2 separate regions of the Rattus norvegicus genome follow, and region 2 is linked to region 1. The links are chromatin contacts, called in public Hi-C maps. All regions are on one chromosome and are shown on one strand. Each heading gives the region's core, a stretch centred on a gene start, on an enhancer-like site or on the middle of the called end of the contact. The rest is flanking DNA. Distances are from core to core; before and after follow the strand shown.

Region 1 (7,850 bases), core at 3,234-5,733:
CCACGATCCAGACAACTTATAAAAGCATTTAATTTGGAGCTTACAGTTCCAGAGGGCTCATGACCATCATGGCACATGGCAGCAGGCAGGCAGGCAAGCATGGTGCTGCAACAGTAGTTGAGAGCTTACATCTTAATCCACAAGCAGGAGGCAGAGAAAGTTAACTGGAAAGGGCCTGGGCTTTGAAACTTTAAGGCTGACTCCAGTGACACACCTCCTCCAGCAAGGCCACACCTCCTAATCCTTCCCAAACAGCTCCACCAGCTCGGGACTAAGCATTCAAACACATGAATCTATGAGAGCCATTCTCATTCAAACCACCAGACTGCTGGGATTATTTTCTAGAATATAAACTATGAAATGAATATGGAGCATTTCGAGAAGTTTATTGTTCTAGACATCTTCTTCAGAGAGGCAACATAAAGTATTTTCTTTTTCTTTCCATGCAGTAGAAAGCTAATAAAATAGGTTTCTGCCTCTTGCCAATCAACATCAGACTAAACAGGCAAATTCACACTATAGATATACCCTTTCAACTAAATAGAAAAATCTTAAGGAAAAACAGAAACTCCCACAAGGCAGTTAAATTACCCAGTTTACTTTGTTCTCCTGCTATGCCAACTGCTGTTTAGGCTTGATTATTTGCTCCTACTTTATAGCACTGCAATATAGGTGTGAGCGCCCTCTCTGCAGGTCTCTTCAGTTACATCTCTATAAAGAAATAGGGGTGAGGCAGCCTGGGTTTCTGTGAGAATTAAAAGATTTATAGATTAGCATCTTCCAAATTAGCAGGCTTGGACACGTGATACTGGTTCTGCTACGTCCTGATCCCTAGTGAAAGCAATTAACAAGAAGGGCAACCGCAATCTGTCTTCTCCCCTAGGAGTCTGGGGAAAGCAGACCTCACACTGACAGTGCTGACAGCACCAAGTGTCTCAAGATCCCTTAATCCAAAGAGTTCTGGTCAAATCCTCCATGGGGACTACTTATCAGAGGGTGCCACAGAGCAGACTGGCCCTCATGGCAGAAGACATGATGGAGGTTTAGAAGATGCCTGCTACCCACTTACTCTAATCTAGCTTTCCCCAAGTGTAGACTAACTGGATATTGACACTGTGCCTGGTATAGTGTGCACTAGCAGACCACAGCAAATCCTTATTTTTAAAAGGGGCTGGGGCTGGGGGAATGGCTCAACAGTTAAAACACGACCTTGTAATCATGAGAACCAAAGTTCAACTCTTCAGAAACCCACATAAATACGGGGTGGGCAGAGTAGCCTGCCTGTACATCTAGCCTTGAAAAGCTAAGAAACTGGATCCCTCAGAGCAAGCTGGCCACCAAGACTAATCACACTGGCAAGCTCTGGGCTTCGCTGAGGTGAACAAGGTGGAAAAGCAACCGGGCCGATTCCTGACATCAGCCTTGGGCCTCTACCTGCACATGCACCCACACACGTTGTGTGGTTTGAATAGGAATAGTCCCATAGACCCTCATGTTTCAATGCTTGGCCCATAAAGGGAGTGGCACTACTAGGAGATGTGGGGACAGGCTTTGAAGTCTCAGAGGCTCACCACCTGCCTAGTGGTCCACATTTTTTTCCTGTTGCTAGCTGATCTGAATGTAGAACTCTTCATTCCTTCTCTAGCACCACGTCTGCCTTCATTTCCCACCATGATGGTAATGGACTAAACCTCTGAACAGCAAGTCAATTAGAATTTCTCAACTAAATATTTTTCTTTGTAAGAGTTGTCATGGTCATGGTCTCTTCATGGCAACAGAAACCCTGAGACACATGTGTATACACATGCAAAACATACATACACATGTACTTGCCACCACACACATAAAAACACAAAAACTGAAATAAATAAATCCTTATTGAATAAATAAATAAATAGGTGAATAAAAGTCTGACCCAGAGAAAGTATTTAAGGATGGAGGGATGGCGCAGCCATTAAAGGCTAGATTACAACCAAACATATAAGAAAGTACTCAATAAATATTTGTTGAGGAAATGAAAAAACTTGAGAAGAAATGTCCTAGGTATCAGGAAAGGAAGACATGATATTTATTATGAACCTATGTGTGACACATTATAAGCTATTAAGAGATGAAGTAGCATTATGGGCTCTGGGGCCAGAGACTGTACAAATCCCCGTGGCCACCAGCCACATACAGTAGGCCCTAGACAAGTCTCTCAAGATCAGCCAATGAGGGATCAGCCTCCTCTTTTGGTAGAAAAGAATAATAGCTACTTAGCCTGCAGGGCTCTTTCATCAAGTAGAAAAAGAAAACACAGATACACTGCCTAGCATGAAGCCTGGCACATGGAAGACTCAATACAGAAAAATGATAAAAATATAGCTCAGCTCAGTCAGTGTAGCATGCATGGAGCCTAAGGCACTGCTCAAAACTGTGTGTGGTGGTGCACACCTATGACCTCAGTGCTCAGGAGGAACAGGCAAGAGGACCAAAAGTTCAAGGTCTCCTTAGCTACACGCCAGGCTCAAAGTTAACCTTGGGTACATGGAATCCTGTCTCAAAAGAGTCCTAGTGGGGTTGGGGATTTAGTCCAAGGGGTAGAGCGCTTGCCTAGCAAGCACAAGGCCCTGGGTTCAGTCCCCAGCTCCGGAAAAAAAGAAAAAAAAAAAAAAAAGAGTCCTAGTGCATGCCTCTAACCCCTAGTCTCGGAAGACAGAGGCAGGAGGATCTCTCTGAGTCTGAGGCCTGCCTGGTCTGCATAATGACTTCCAAGAGAGCCAGAGCTACATATGAGACCCTGTCTCAAAAAAGAAAGTGTGGGGTGCGAAGGGATTACTGGCTGGAGAGACGGCCCTCTTCCAGAGCACACAGGCTAGATTTCCAGCATCCACATGGAGGCTAACCACTGTTTGTATCTCTAGATCCAGGAGATTCTGGCCTCAGCAGTCACTAGACATGCAAATGATTTCCATATAAACAGCCAAAACAACCATACACCTAAAATTTTAAATGGATACCTTCAAGACGACCCACAGTGTAAAGTTGCAAGATAATGGCTGTTGACCTAAGCTTAGGTCCCACAGTAGAAGAGTATAGACTCCCCAGTGTTGTCCTCTGATCCCTACGCACCCACACACATCACTCACTATAATGTTTTATTTTAACTTAAAGAAAGGAAAAAATAATTAAACTATTCAGTCAATACAAACTTCTTTTAATTTTTAGTTTTTTTATTTAGTGTGTGTGTGTGTGTGTGTGTGTGTGTGTGTGTGTGAGTGTGTGACCTCCATACAGTATGTGTGGAGGTCAAAGAACAACTTGTGGAAGCTGGCTCTGTCCTTCTGCCACATGGGTCCTGGGGTGGGACTAAAGCTGACAGGCCAATCGGCCAATAACTGAAACGCTTCAAGAGCTCAATGCTAACATTTTAAAAAAGATATCATTTTCATTTTTTTATTGTTCATTTATTTACTGTGCGTACATGTGCCACAGCCTGTGGACGGAGGAAAGAGGATGATGTATGGGAGCTATTCTTCCTGGCTTGCGGGTTCTGGAGATTGAACTCAGGTTGGCAGCCTAGGCAGCAGTGACCTTGCCAGTCACCTTGTGGGCCCCCAATGTTAACAATTTTTGAAGCTTGCCGTGCGACACACGTCTTAATCATGTGACCTCACGCCAGACCTGTAAGTATAATAATCTCCCTTCTACAGGTAAGAAAACTGATGTGTAAAGCGTGACGTCAGGGATGGGCCACAGGGGTGTCCAATCCAAGCAATACATGTATTTTGTCTCCTTTAGCAATCACTTAGTAGGTTGGAACAGATGCTCTGCAAAACAGTATTTCGCAAATTCAACCCACAAATGGTAGGCGAGATTGGTTCAAGTAACTGAGGTTCAGAGAAGTTCTGCAACTTTCCTGAAGTCACCAAGAGCAGTCGACTACCTCAGGGAGTGGACACCTCCCCCAGCTCATTACCTTGTACAAGGGAAGAATCCCTTCAGCATTTACTATCGGTATTTCGGTGTTCCAAGACCATGAGCACTTGTGAAACCCTAAAGGCCATACATGCCTGCCCTAACTGTCCTGATTAGTAATCAAAGCTTCCCTAGGCTATCCTGGCTCTGACAGCTCCGGGTGAGCACCATGTCCATCTCCCCACCTTGAGCAAAGGGATGGATGAAAAGGCGGGGTGGGGGGTCTTGGGGGTGTAAACCACGGAAAGCGCATGCTCAGACGGCTCCATTTACGCACAGCTCACCTGAGAGTCCCGAAACTCCACCACCACGTTCTCGCTGCTCCAGCGCGCTGCCATCTCACAAGCCCGACCGTGGGGTGCCAGTCGGCGACCCTCCACCCCGACCCCAAGACCCGAGACTCCCTAGGTTAGTAAGCCCCACACAGCCAGCTAATAAATCCGGCCACGCCTCGTTCCCTGCCTTTCACTTGACCGCAACGCATTGGCTACTCCGATGATAGATCCCGCCTCTTCTGTTTTCTCCCCCAACCAGGGACCAGACCTGCCTCCAAAAACAGGAACGCCCCTTCATTTCGTCATCAGTACGAGTCACCCGGGCACCCCACTGCTGACACGCCCCCTGCCGTGAGCTCTGCCGGGAATTGTAGTCAAATGTCAGGTCAGCGTCAGTTACCCAGTAAGAGCCTGAGTTTAGAGAGCAGACGCCGCCGGCGGTCCTGTCTTGCTGGTAGTTGGATGGTATCCCCCGTATTCTACTACATACAGCGTATAAACAGGACCGACATCCGTACCAAAGTAAAATAACTTCTTCTGATACCTCTCATCAAGGCTTTGAAAAATTTGAGTTCACAATTCATTGTTTCATGTTGTACAGCCATGCCTCTTACATATCGAAGCTCCGAGGTTCTCCGCAACACTTGGGGAGAGGGGACGGGGGGGGGGGGGGGCAAGTCCCTAAAGGTAAAACAATTTCATAATCATATTAACACGTTACTTTCATTTTCTCTCACCAGTGTGCTGTACAGTTCTCCCGAGGCTGTGTGGTACATAGGGAATGTACTCAGAGAGGTTGTTTAGACTGAATATTAAACGACTTGCCACTCTTTTTGATAACATCGTTTGGTTTTGGAAACTTATTTTTTTCACTGAAGATGTTAATGATACTTACCATTTAACCATATTTTTTTTTATTCATGGCTTTAATTTCTAATACTGTCAATACCTTTATCCACACAAACAGTTTTTGGAGTCTTAGATAATTTTTGAGGATGAAATAAAAAATATCAGGAAGGTTCAGCATAGTAGGTAACAGTTGGCTTCGCTTCAATCCTATCTTTTGAAATCCCGGGTTACCTGGTTTAGCATCACATTCTCTCCTGAAGTAGAAATGTACTGTCTTATTTAGCTGTTGTAAGGCCCGGCACGTTGTAAAGGCTCAAGTATAAACTATTATTGGTATTCCTCTCTGCAAATCGTTGCATGAGCGGAGAGAAGGTATTGGCTCCTTTGCCCCTGAGATGCTTGTTAGAAAGGTCAGACAAACTTGTCTGTAGGATAGGGTGACTGTCATCTCACTGTCACCTGCCTGGAACAGTCCAGGTTTTACCACTATAACCAGCAAAAAAAAAAAAAAAAAAAAAAAAATCTTGCATCCCAGAAAACACCTCGGTACCAAAAAATGGAACAGGACAGCCTGGGCTACACAGAGAAACCATGTCTTGAAAATGAAACAAAACAAACAAAAACTATTGCAGGCTTAGAGGGAGATGGCTTACTGGATAAGAACATTTGCTTTGAAATCACGGGGAGCAGACTCTCAATGTAAAGAGTGAGTGTGTCCCAGTTGGATTCTTTCTGGATTCATTAATTCAATAATTATTTATTATTTCCAAGCTTCAGACGGGTCCCTGGACTGTTTTGTTGAAATCTGCTTGTTACTGCATATACAGGCTGCTCCATGCATGTTTGCCCTGGGTGAATGAGAGCAGCAGATGGTCCCGCAGACCTTTGTAAGTCAGAGGGGTACTCTGTGCAACCGAAAGTAGTAACCTCCAGACGATTCAAGTACTTTTATGTGACTCTGTTTTAAAAGATTTGTTTTGGCTATTTAATTTTTAAGTGTGTGTGTGTGTGTGTGTGTGTGTGTGTGTGTGTGCGCGCGTGTGTGTAGGAAGGAGGGTATGGGTGGGGGTGGGGGTGGGGATGAGGATGTGCAAATGAGTGCAGTTACCCAAGAAGGCCAAAAGAGGACATCAGATACCCAAGGACTGGAGTTACAGGTACTGGTGATCTGCTTGGTATGAATGCTGGGAATTGAACTCAGGTCCTCTGCAAGAGCAGTATTTGATGAGCCATCTCTCCATCCCTGGGTAATCCTGTACATCTAGGAACATAGAATCATCAGTCATTTTCCTGAATGCTTTCTCTCCTATCCTCCTATCGGTTTTTTCTCACAAATTGAAACTCTTTAAAAAGAACAGTAACAGCCAAGTAGTAGTAGTGCAGCCTTTAATCCTAGGGAGACAGAGGTAGGCAGATCTCTGAGTTTGAGGCCAGCCTGGGCTACAAAGTGAAGTTCTAGGACAGCCTGGGCTATACCAAGAAGCCATGCCTTGAAAAACAAAACAAACGAGCAAAACTATTACAGTCCTAGAGGGAGATGGCTTACTGAATAAGAACATTTGCTTTGAAATCACAAAGAGGGGGCTGGAGAGATGGCTCAGCAGTTAAGAGCACCCGACTGCTCTTCCAGAGGTCCTGAGTTCAATTCCCAGCAACCACATGGTGGCTCACAACCATCTGTAATGAGATCTGATGCCCTCTTCTGGTGTATCTGAAGACAGCGACAGTGTACTTATATATAATAAATGAATAAATAAATCTTAAAAAAAAAGAAAGAAAGAAAGAAAGAAAGAAAGAAAGAAAGAAAGAAAGAAAAATCACAAAGAGCAGAATCTCAGGACTTGTGTAATAAATCTAGGCTCCAGTGTGGACCTGTAACTCCAGATCTAGTTTGGTGGAGACGGGACAAGAGGATCACTGTTTTGCTGGTGTTCATTTTAACTGAGAAAACATGAGCTCAAGGTTCAGAAGAGGGAGGGGGAGAGGGAGAGGGAGGGGAAGGGGAAGAGGAAATAGAAGGAGAGGGAGAGGGAAATAAAAAAAGAGGAGAGAGAGGCCATGCCTCAAAACAACAGGATGAGGAAACCTGCTGCCTTATTCTGCTCTCCCCGTGCACAGGAGCAATTGCACATGAATGAACACAAACACACATGCTCAGATACTCATACAAGTCCACACAAATGTTAAAGAAAAACTTTCTAGAGCTAATTGTAATGTCAAGTTCTAATCAATCCCAGAACTCAGGGTGCGTTATCACAACAGGATCCTGAGGGGGCTGAAGAGATAGGTCATCCATTAAACCATTGGCTGCTCTTCCAGAGATCTGAAGCCCCGCTTGGGGCTTCTCGCAGCAGCTATAAGGGAATCTGATGCCCTCTTCTGGCCCTTGTAAGGACCTGCAGCACACACACACATACACATAAAAATTGTTTAAATCTTAAAAAAAAAAAGAAAAGAAAAGAAAAAACAATTCAATCCTATGGCTTATGACTTTAAATCCTAGCATTTGAGAGGCAGACAGCTGGATCTGTGTGAATTCAAGGACAGCTTGGTCTACCTTGCGAGTTTCCCACCAGCCAGAGCTACATGGTGAAACCCTGTCCCAAAAGCAAACAAATAAATAAAATGATTATTTTTAAGATCACTGGATATCAGGAGTTAGACCAACCTCTGTATCATAGTGAGACCTCCCCCCGAACAGGAAACTATTTTCCCTAAACACCCAGTTCCCTCCGATCTCCAATTCTCTATCACAAAGGACCAAGACTG
Region 2 (7,850 bases), core at 2,374-4,873, 310 kb after region 1:
GTGGCTTGAGCATAGGAGGGCGTCCTCAAAGCCCACCTCCACAGTGACACACTTCCTCCAACAAGGCCACACCTATCCTACAAGACCACACTTCCTAATAGTGCCATTCCCTGTGGGTCAAGCATTCAAACACATGAGTCTATGGGGCTATACTTATTAAAACCATCACAGGAGGTCTAGAATAGAAATGTAAAACAGAAATATAATTTAAAACTCTATAGTAGCCATTCTAAAGTTTTAATTATATACATCTAAAATATTATATCAACAATATCATTATAAAAATTGAGACTTTCTTATTCTCATTATTAATTCTTCAAACTTCAGTGTGTATTATACTTCCAGCAGCTCTTTTAGACTGACCTCTTCCCAACACTCCACAGCCACACATGGCTTAGAGACCACTACATCAGACAGCAGAGGCCTAAAACAAGGAAGCCCACAGCTCTCCTTAACAAGCTCCGAGGGACTTGACCCCCTTTTCTTGCCTCTGGGATAGCAGCCACCACATGGTGCACATACATACACGGAGAAAAACACTCACACACATAAAATAACACTAACATTTAATAATGTCTTTAAAATCAAAAATTTTAAAAATGAGTAAGACTAGAAGACAGATTTTACACATATGCACACATGCCAGACAGTCATGTGAAAAGACATTATCAGTATAAAATTTCAAGGCAATGCAAGCTAAAATGACAGGAAATACCATTGCACACTGAAATAAAAGACAAACCACACCAAATGTAGACAGGATATGGGCCAGTCAGAGCTCTCATGGACCAATGGCAAAATCAAATGGGATGACCACCCTAGAGAACAGTTTTCTGTTTGTTGTAATATTTAACACTTTTATCCTGACTTGCCATGCCCATTCCTAAGTATTTATCCAAAGGAAGTATAAATGTTTGGCTATGAAAGACTAGGAGACCGAGTATGGTGATGCACGCCTGGAACCCCAGGTAGAGGCAGGAAGATTAGTAGCTTAAGAGCAAGTCAAGGCCTGCCCTGCCAAGGCTACACAACACAACCTCCCATCACATCGCCACACTCCCCACCCCCATCCCAAAAATGATTTAAAAATAACCATGAGCTGGTGAGATGGCTCAATGGGTAAAGGCACTTTCCAGTAAGCCTGATGACCTGAGGGCCATCCCTGGAACCCACAACGTAGAAAAACAGAAACAAACCCCTAAAGTTCCCTTCTGGCTTCCACGAGTGTGTATACACACACTTATACACACACAGGAGAATTTAAAACATTATAAACAAAACCAAAAAACCTGTAAGCCAGCCCAGCAGTAGGCTGGATGGACACAGTCTGCTACATCTATACAATGGAGATGAACAGGAATGAACTACTAATACACACACCAAGGAAAATCTCAGAAACAGCAAGTCAAAGAAGCCAGGAACAAACAGCAAAATACCATACAATCTGTTCACATAAAATTCTGAAATAGGTGCAGAGGTGTGGGACAGAGTATGAAGAAACTTTCTGGAGAGATGGCATAAAACATCCTAGTTGGGGTTTGAAGCATACAATTGTCAAAACCCACTGAGCTGCACAGTGAGGGTCCCTGTGGTAACTAACCTACGTCCTGTCTTGAAAGCTACATGCTACAAGGCCAAAAGAGTAACAATCAACAGAGGCTGCTAAATCCACGACTAAGCTTCCATGCAGATGAGGAGTGTGGAGTGTGGAGAATTCGCACTCAAATGCTTTCCTTCTTTCTTTCATCGTACAGTGCCGTGGGCCCACCCAATCACCTCAATTTTACTACCTAGTTATTTATAAATGATATTAACGCACACTAACCACAACTAAGACCACATGCTTGTCTCTTAAATCTTATTTTCATGTGCCCTAGGCATGAAATAGCTTTGGCCACCAAGCCAGGCATCAAGCTAGGATGAACAAAGGCCTTGCCATCTGCTCTGCCCTGACTGACATAGGAACACCACCACCATGGTGTCTCTCTGCGAAATCTTATTTTCAATGTCCAAATTAAAAAAAGAAAGAAAGAAAAGAAAAAGAAAAAGGAAGGAAGAAAGAGGGAAGGAAGGGGAATGAAGTATGAGAGAGAAGCTATGAGAAGATACAGAAAACACTCACAGGGTTAGGGAAGAATCTAGTCAGTTGAATCTCAAGAGAACAGGACATGAAGCTATCTGGCATGCTTGAACCGAAAAGGAAAACAGAAGTGAAAAGTTTCCCTGGGCATAGTGACTGACACACACCTTTAATTCCAAGAGGCAGAGGCAGGTGAGTCTCTGTGAGTTAGGGACCAGCCTGAGCTACACAGCAAGCTTCAGGTCAGCCAGCGCTGCTTAGTGAAACTTATCTCAAAAAAGAAGACAAATAAAAAGAAGTGATGCCTCCACTTTTTCCTTTACACCAAGCTTCCCAGAAACATTCCCCAAAGCTACAACAGGTATTTATATTCCAGTGCCTTAGCAAAACACAGCATCAGACCCGACGGCACGGGGTTTTAGCTTACGCCCCTACAGCTACATCACCCAACGACTTTATCCACCAAGGCCTAAACACTGGGTAACGGGCACTATAGATCAAAAGCCCTTTAGCACACTTTAATCTGGAACCTGTGCTACGGGGAGAGAGCAACTTAAGGGCTTTCCTGTTGTCCACAAGGCAGCCCAAGTTAAGACAGGAAAGGCTGACAGAATGAATGCCATGTGTTTCCTGGCTAGAAAACAAGGCTACCAGGCACACGGCAGGGCTTCTGAGTATCCCAATAAGGATGTGCGTTCTGAAATGTTATCGTGGAAACAACACTTCCACACAGACAAGTTGACAAGAAAGAAGGGAAATAGCAGAAACTGCAAAATAGGCCTGTGGGGTGGGTAAAGAACTCCATACATATCTACACTTGAACTATGTGATTAAGCGGAGGTGCCATTCCAATCACATTTCTGGCATTGCAAACTGTTTCAGACTTAGCTACTTGCCGGACACAAGCTATGGAACCACAGCAACCTGCTGTCATGACCAACACTAGAATAGACATTCATAAAGGATAGCAAGTCTCCAGAGACAAACGTTTACTTGTTGCTTTCTTTGTAACGATGACGCTGAGGATCATGTATGTATGTAATGGGGGCGGGGGGAGAGAGAGGGGAAGGGAGAGGGGGAGGGAGGGGAGTAGGAGAGGGAGAGAAATTGCTTGGATCACTTCAAATTTCACCAAATGCAATCACAACTCTCAACTAGTTGTTCAGTATGCTGGCTAGCATTTATGTCAACTTGACACAAGCCAGAGACATCTGAGAGGAAGGAATGTCAATTGAAAAAATGCCTAAAATCAGGCTGTAGGTGAGACTGAAGGGCATTTTCGATTAATGATTGGTGGGAGAGGACCCACGCCATTGTGGGTGGTGCTATCTTGGGCAGTGGCTCTGGGTATATAAGAGAGCAGGCTGAGCAAGTAAGCAGCACCCCTCCGTGACCTATGGTCAGTTCCTGCCTCCAGGTTCCTGCCAGGAGCTCCTTTGGACTGCTTTCATGAAAGACAGTGGCATGGAAGTGTAGGCAAAATAAGCCTTTCCTCCCCGGGTGCTTTTGGTCAGGACATTACTCATCACACTAACAGAAACCTAAGACTCAGAAACATGAAAAGCCAACCGGCCGTCTGTGAAGGACGGCTAAGATAAACTAAACATCTGCCACACTGTGACCTAGAAACAGTAGACAGACTATCACTATTTTAAAGACTCACAAAAGAAAGGGAACCTCTACATTTCAAAGAGGAAGTGAAAAACCACAGTAGTGCACATGATCTGACAGAATGATTGAGGGCGGGGAGTGGGTTTTAATAACTTCCGGGCCTGGGTTTTGTAAACCAAATCAAAACAGAACTTGTCTGGTATTAGAGAGGCGAAACCTAAGGCCTGACGTCCAGAAGACGGACTGAGGAGTATGCTCATGTGATGCTGCAGGGAGCACAGGAGAGCGCTCACCTCTGCTCAGGGTCACGAGTGAGCAATGAACTGGGGATTCAAGACTAGAATCTTAACTTTAGCATGTACTCGCTGATCAGTGCATTTTAGCCAAAAAGTTCAGTGTACCTAGGATACAACCCACAGACTGTAAGAAGTTTAATGAGGAGGAAAGCCCAAGTGAGAATCCTTCAATCCCACTTAGAAGAGGGAACAATATAATCATAGGAGGCAGGAGGGAGGAACCTGGGTAGAAGAGGTAAGGGAGAGGAGAAAAGGGGACAGGATCCGGTATTTGGGGAGGGGGATAGGAAAGAAGAGCAGAGGGCCAGGAGGTAATATGCAGCTTCTGGGGTAAGCGGAGGGGACCATCTAGAAAACCCCAATGACCTGGTATGTGAGAGACTCCCAGGACTCAATGAGGGTAAACTTAGCCAAAATGCCCAACAATGGAGCGAGGGAACCTGAAGAGAACACCTCCAGTTGACAAGGCCCCAAGTACAGGGACAGAGTTACCAATCCATCATCAAAATTTCTGACCCAGAACTGTTCCTGTCTAAAAGAAATGCAGGGACAAAGCTGGAGAGCAGAGACTGAAGAAAAGGCCGTCCAGTGACTGGGCCAACTGGGATCCATCTCATTGTGGGGGAGGAGGGCAACAAAGCCTGACACTATTCCCGATGCTACGCTGTGCTTGCAGACAAGAGCCTAGCATGGCTGTCCTCTGAGAGGCCCTACAGATGTAGATACTTACAGCCAACCATTGGATGGAGGTTGAGGACACCTATGATTGAGTTAGAAGGATGTAAAGTGCTGAAGAGGATGGCAACCCTATGGGAGAAACAACAGTACAAACAAACCCAGACCCCTGGGCGCTCCCAGAGACTAACCCATCAACCAAAGGGTACACTCAGCCTGGTCCGAGGCCCCCAACACTTATGTAGCAGATGACTGCCTTGTTTGGCCTCAGTTGGAGAGGATGCATCTAATCATGTAGAGACTTCAAGCCCCGGGGAAGGGGGATGCTTGAGGGTGGGGGTGGGGGTACCTTCTCGGAGGCAAAGGGCAGGAGGAATGGGATGAAGAAAGGAAGGGGACTGGGAAGGGGACTGGGAAGGGGAATGTAAATAAATGATTTTTTTAAAAAGCCCAAAATTAAAAGAACTTGTTGGATTGGGTACAGGGTAGGGGCAGAGAAGAACTCTGAAGTCTGGGCACTCGTGAGCAAGAGAGCAGAGTTACATCCCCATCCCCCAACACAGAGAACTGGTGGAACTGCAGGACTGGAGAGAGGCTTTTGGCAAAGCTACTTCTAACATCAGGGCTCACCAAGAGACGGGAGTGAGGGACCTGCCCAACAATTACTATAGTAAAAGAGATTTCCCTCAAACTTCTGACTATGAGGTACACTCCTTTTTCTTCCTCCACACTTCTCAAACATCTGGAGTGAAGGAAGGGCTCTCAGTTGAAAATGGAAGGCATGACAAGGCACAGGCTTCCCATCCTTCCTCAAGTTAGCTGGTAGCTGTCAGGTACGGCTAAGAAGCATATTGTGCTTAACATCTTAAACATTCAGGCTTCCTCGGTCAGACATATGCTCGCATAGACTCTGTCATCTCCCCTTTCGCTTCTTTAGGTTTTTCTAGATCACCTGTTTTCAAAGTTTTAAATTCTTTCACCTTACATAAACGATAGCTTTGTTGAACAGTAGGGTTTTGGCAAGAGCCCCGGACCATGTAACTGGACACAGCAGATGCAGGTCAGCCTGGTCTTCATCCTCAACCAGAATGACCAGAACACCACTGCTCAGTCTCTCCTGTGAGGAAAATCCCAACTGAAATCAAAAATGTAATATGATGTGAGTCTTACTATATACTCATAACCATCACAAATAGTGCTAAGACTCTCTTAGCAGAACTTTGGTCAGAACAGATGCACTGACTGTCATGCTCCAGGTGAACGGCATGCTTCAGTGACACTAGAACAGATGAGAATGGTAACTTCCACACAAAAGCGCCTGAGAAACAGCATAGAGCGTTTTTAAAGCTTCAATATTAAAAATGCAGTCCCTGAAGTGGCCACAATGTCTCTCTTTAACTTTTTTATATTTATTCTTTTTTGGGGGGAGGGAGTGAACCTGGAGACCATCATGAGTATCACATCCGGTGTGTGGAGGCCACAGGACAACTCACGGAGGTCAGTTTTCTCATGAGATTTGACAACAGCTGTGCCATATGTTAGCACGCCTACTTGTAATTAACAAAAAAATCTCCACAAATAAAACTTAGTATTACAAAAATGAGAGAGGGAAAATCATTTTCCAAACAAAGCAGAGTTGAGAACAAACCAAACTGTAACTTGATATATCTAGAAATACTAAACAAAGGAAACAGAACAAAGAAATCTCTTATCAAAGACTAATCTAATTAGATAAACAAAAATATATAGCACCTTGCAGGCTTAGGACTGCTTTGTGCGCCTGAGTGCTTGCTTTCTCAGGACTAACTCTGCCCTCTAGTGCATACTCACTGCTCACTGCTGTAAGTGACCAGGAGACTCCACCCCAGATCATGACAATGCTCTTACTGAAGGTCTTCCCCTCCTTCTTCACAAACCCATCCCCACCATTAAGCTGAGTAAATTCTGCAAGTGCAGTCACTTCACATGCCCATTCTACCCACGCAGAAAGGCTCAAAAGTACTTCAGTATTTTTCACACCAGGAGAAGTGTAGCACAATTAAGACCATAATCCAACAGAAACGGTCTATGATACAGACACACCTCTCCAGCTCTCCAATTGTACTTCTTGAAGACTTCACACACAGATCTTTTGTTGTTGGGTTATTTTGTTAAGACGGGGTTTGCTAACATCCCTGGCTTGCCTAGAATCTGTTATGTGGATCAAGCTGGCATCAAACCTGCAACAGTCAATCTTCTTACCTCTGGCTTCTAGGACTTCAGTCACCACAGCCAGTTAGAGAGTTTTTTGTTTTTATTTTGTTTTTTGTTTTTTTGTTTTTTTGTTTTTTTCGGAGCTGGGGACTGAACCCAGGGCCTTGCGGTTGCTAGGCAAGCGCTCTACCACTGAGCCAAATCCCCAACCCCTTTATTTTGTTTTTTAAAGAACAGTTTAAAAGCACCTAAGGAGGCCGGAGATGGCTCAGTGGTTAAAAGCATTGGCTGCTCTTGCAGGGGACACGGGTTCAGTTCCTAGAACCTACATACAGTGTGGCTCATAACCATCTCCTTAACTCTACCCCCTAAGGAATCTAACATCTTCTGGCCTCTGTGGGCATCAGGCGCATGAGACACAGAAACACATACAGGCAAAACTCCCATATGCATAGATTAAAATTTTTTGAAAAATTAAAAAGAGCTTGTTCTAGCTACTGTCTAATCCACAAATTCTTGTAGGGATATACTCTAGAGGAATGAAAACACCCAATAACACAAAAGTTTGTACATAAATATCCACAAAACATTTGCAATAAACAAACGTTAAAAACCACCCTAAGGGGCTTGGAGAGATGGCTCAGCGGTTAAGAGCACCCGACTACTCTTCCAGAGGTCCCGAGTTCAATTCCCAGCAACCACATGGTGGCTCACAACCATCTGTAAGAGATCCGATGCCCTCTTCTGGTGTATCTGAAGACAGCTACAGTGTACTTATATATAATAAATGAATAAATCTTAAAAAAAAAAAAAAAACAAAACCACCCTAACCACCCTAAGTCCGTTAATTAGCACCTACATAAACAAAATGGAGTATAACCTTACAATTACATTAGTCTACAAAGGGCATAGAAAAGAGTAAATTATAGACAGATGCTGCCACATGAACCCTGGAGATATTATGTTAAGTCAGAGGGGTCAGAACGAGGACTGGG

What was found. A called contact is a pair of places that touch in the nucleus more often than the background predicts.
Region 2: a contact with region 1 is called in a Hi-C map of mammary epithelial cells, with 2.8 times the contacts expected there. The contact joins the enhancer-like site here to the promoter of Wdr59 in region 1. A contact is called at or near these places in 3 of 12 Hi-C or Micro-C datasets (the Rat2 cell line, frontal cortex and mammary epithelial cells).

The regions. Positions count from the first base shown.
Region 1 is chr19:56,388,652-56,396,501 of GRCr8, forward strand. It overlaps Wdr59 (WD repeat domain 59), which reads right to left and starts at 4,484. Exons shown (of 27, transcript XM_063278659.1): 1 at 4,242-4,484. The coding sequence starts at 4,295. It overlaps LOC120098630 (a long non-coding RNA gene), which reads left to right and starts at 4,235. Exons shown (of 2, transcript XR_005497030.1): 1 at 4,235-4,365; 2 at 4,492-4,782.
Region 2 is chr19:56,696,983-56,704,832 of GRCr8, forward strand. The region is part of intron 5 of Cfdp1 (craniofacial development protein 1); the gene reads right to left. Among named protein-coding and RNA genes, the nearest start is that of Cfdp1, 32 kb to the right of the region's middle. Within about 2 kb of position 3,624, at least 8 of the 93 cell types and tissues checked have an H3K27ac peak or open chromatin away from gene starts, as enhancers often do.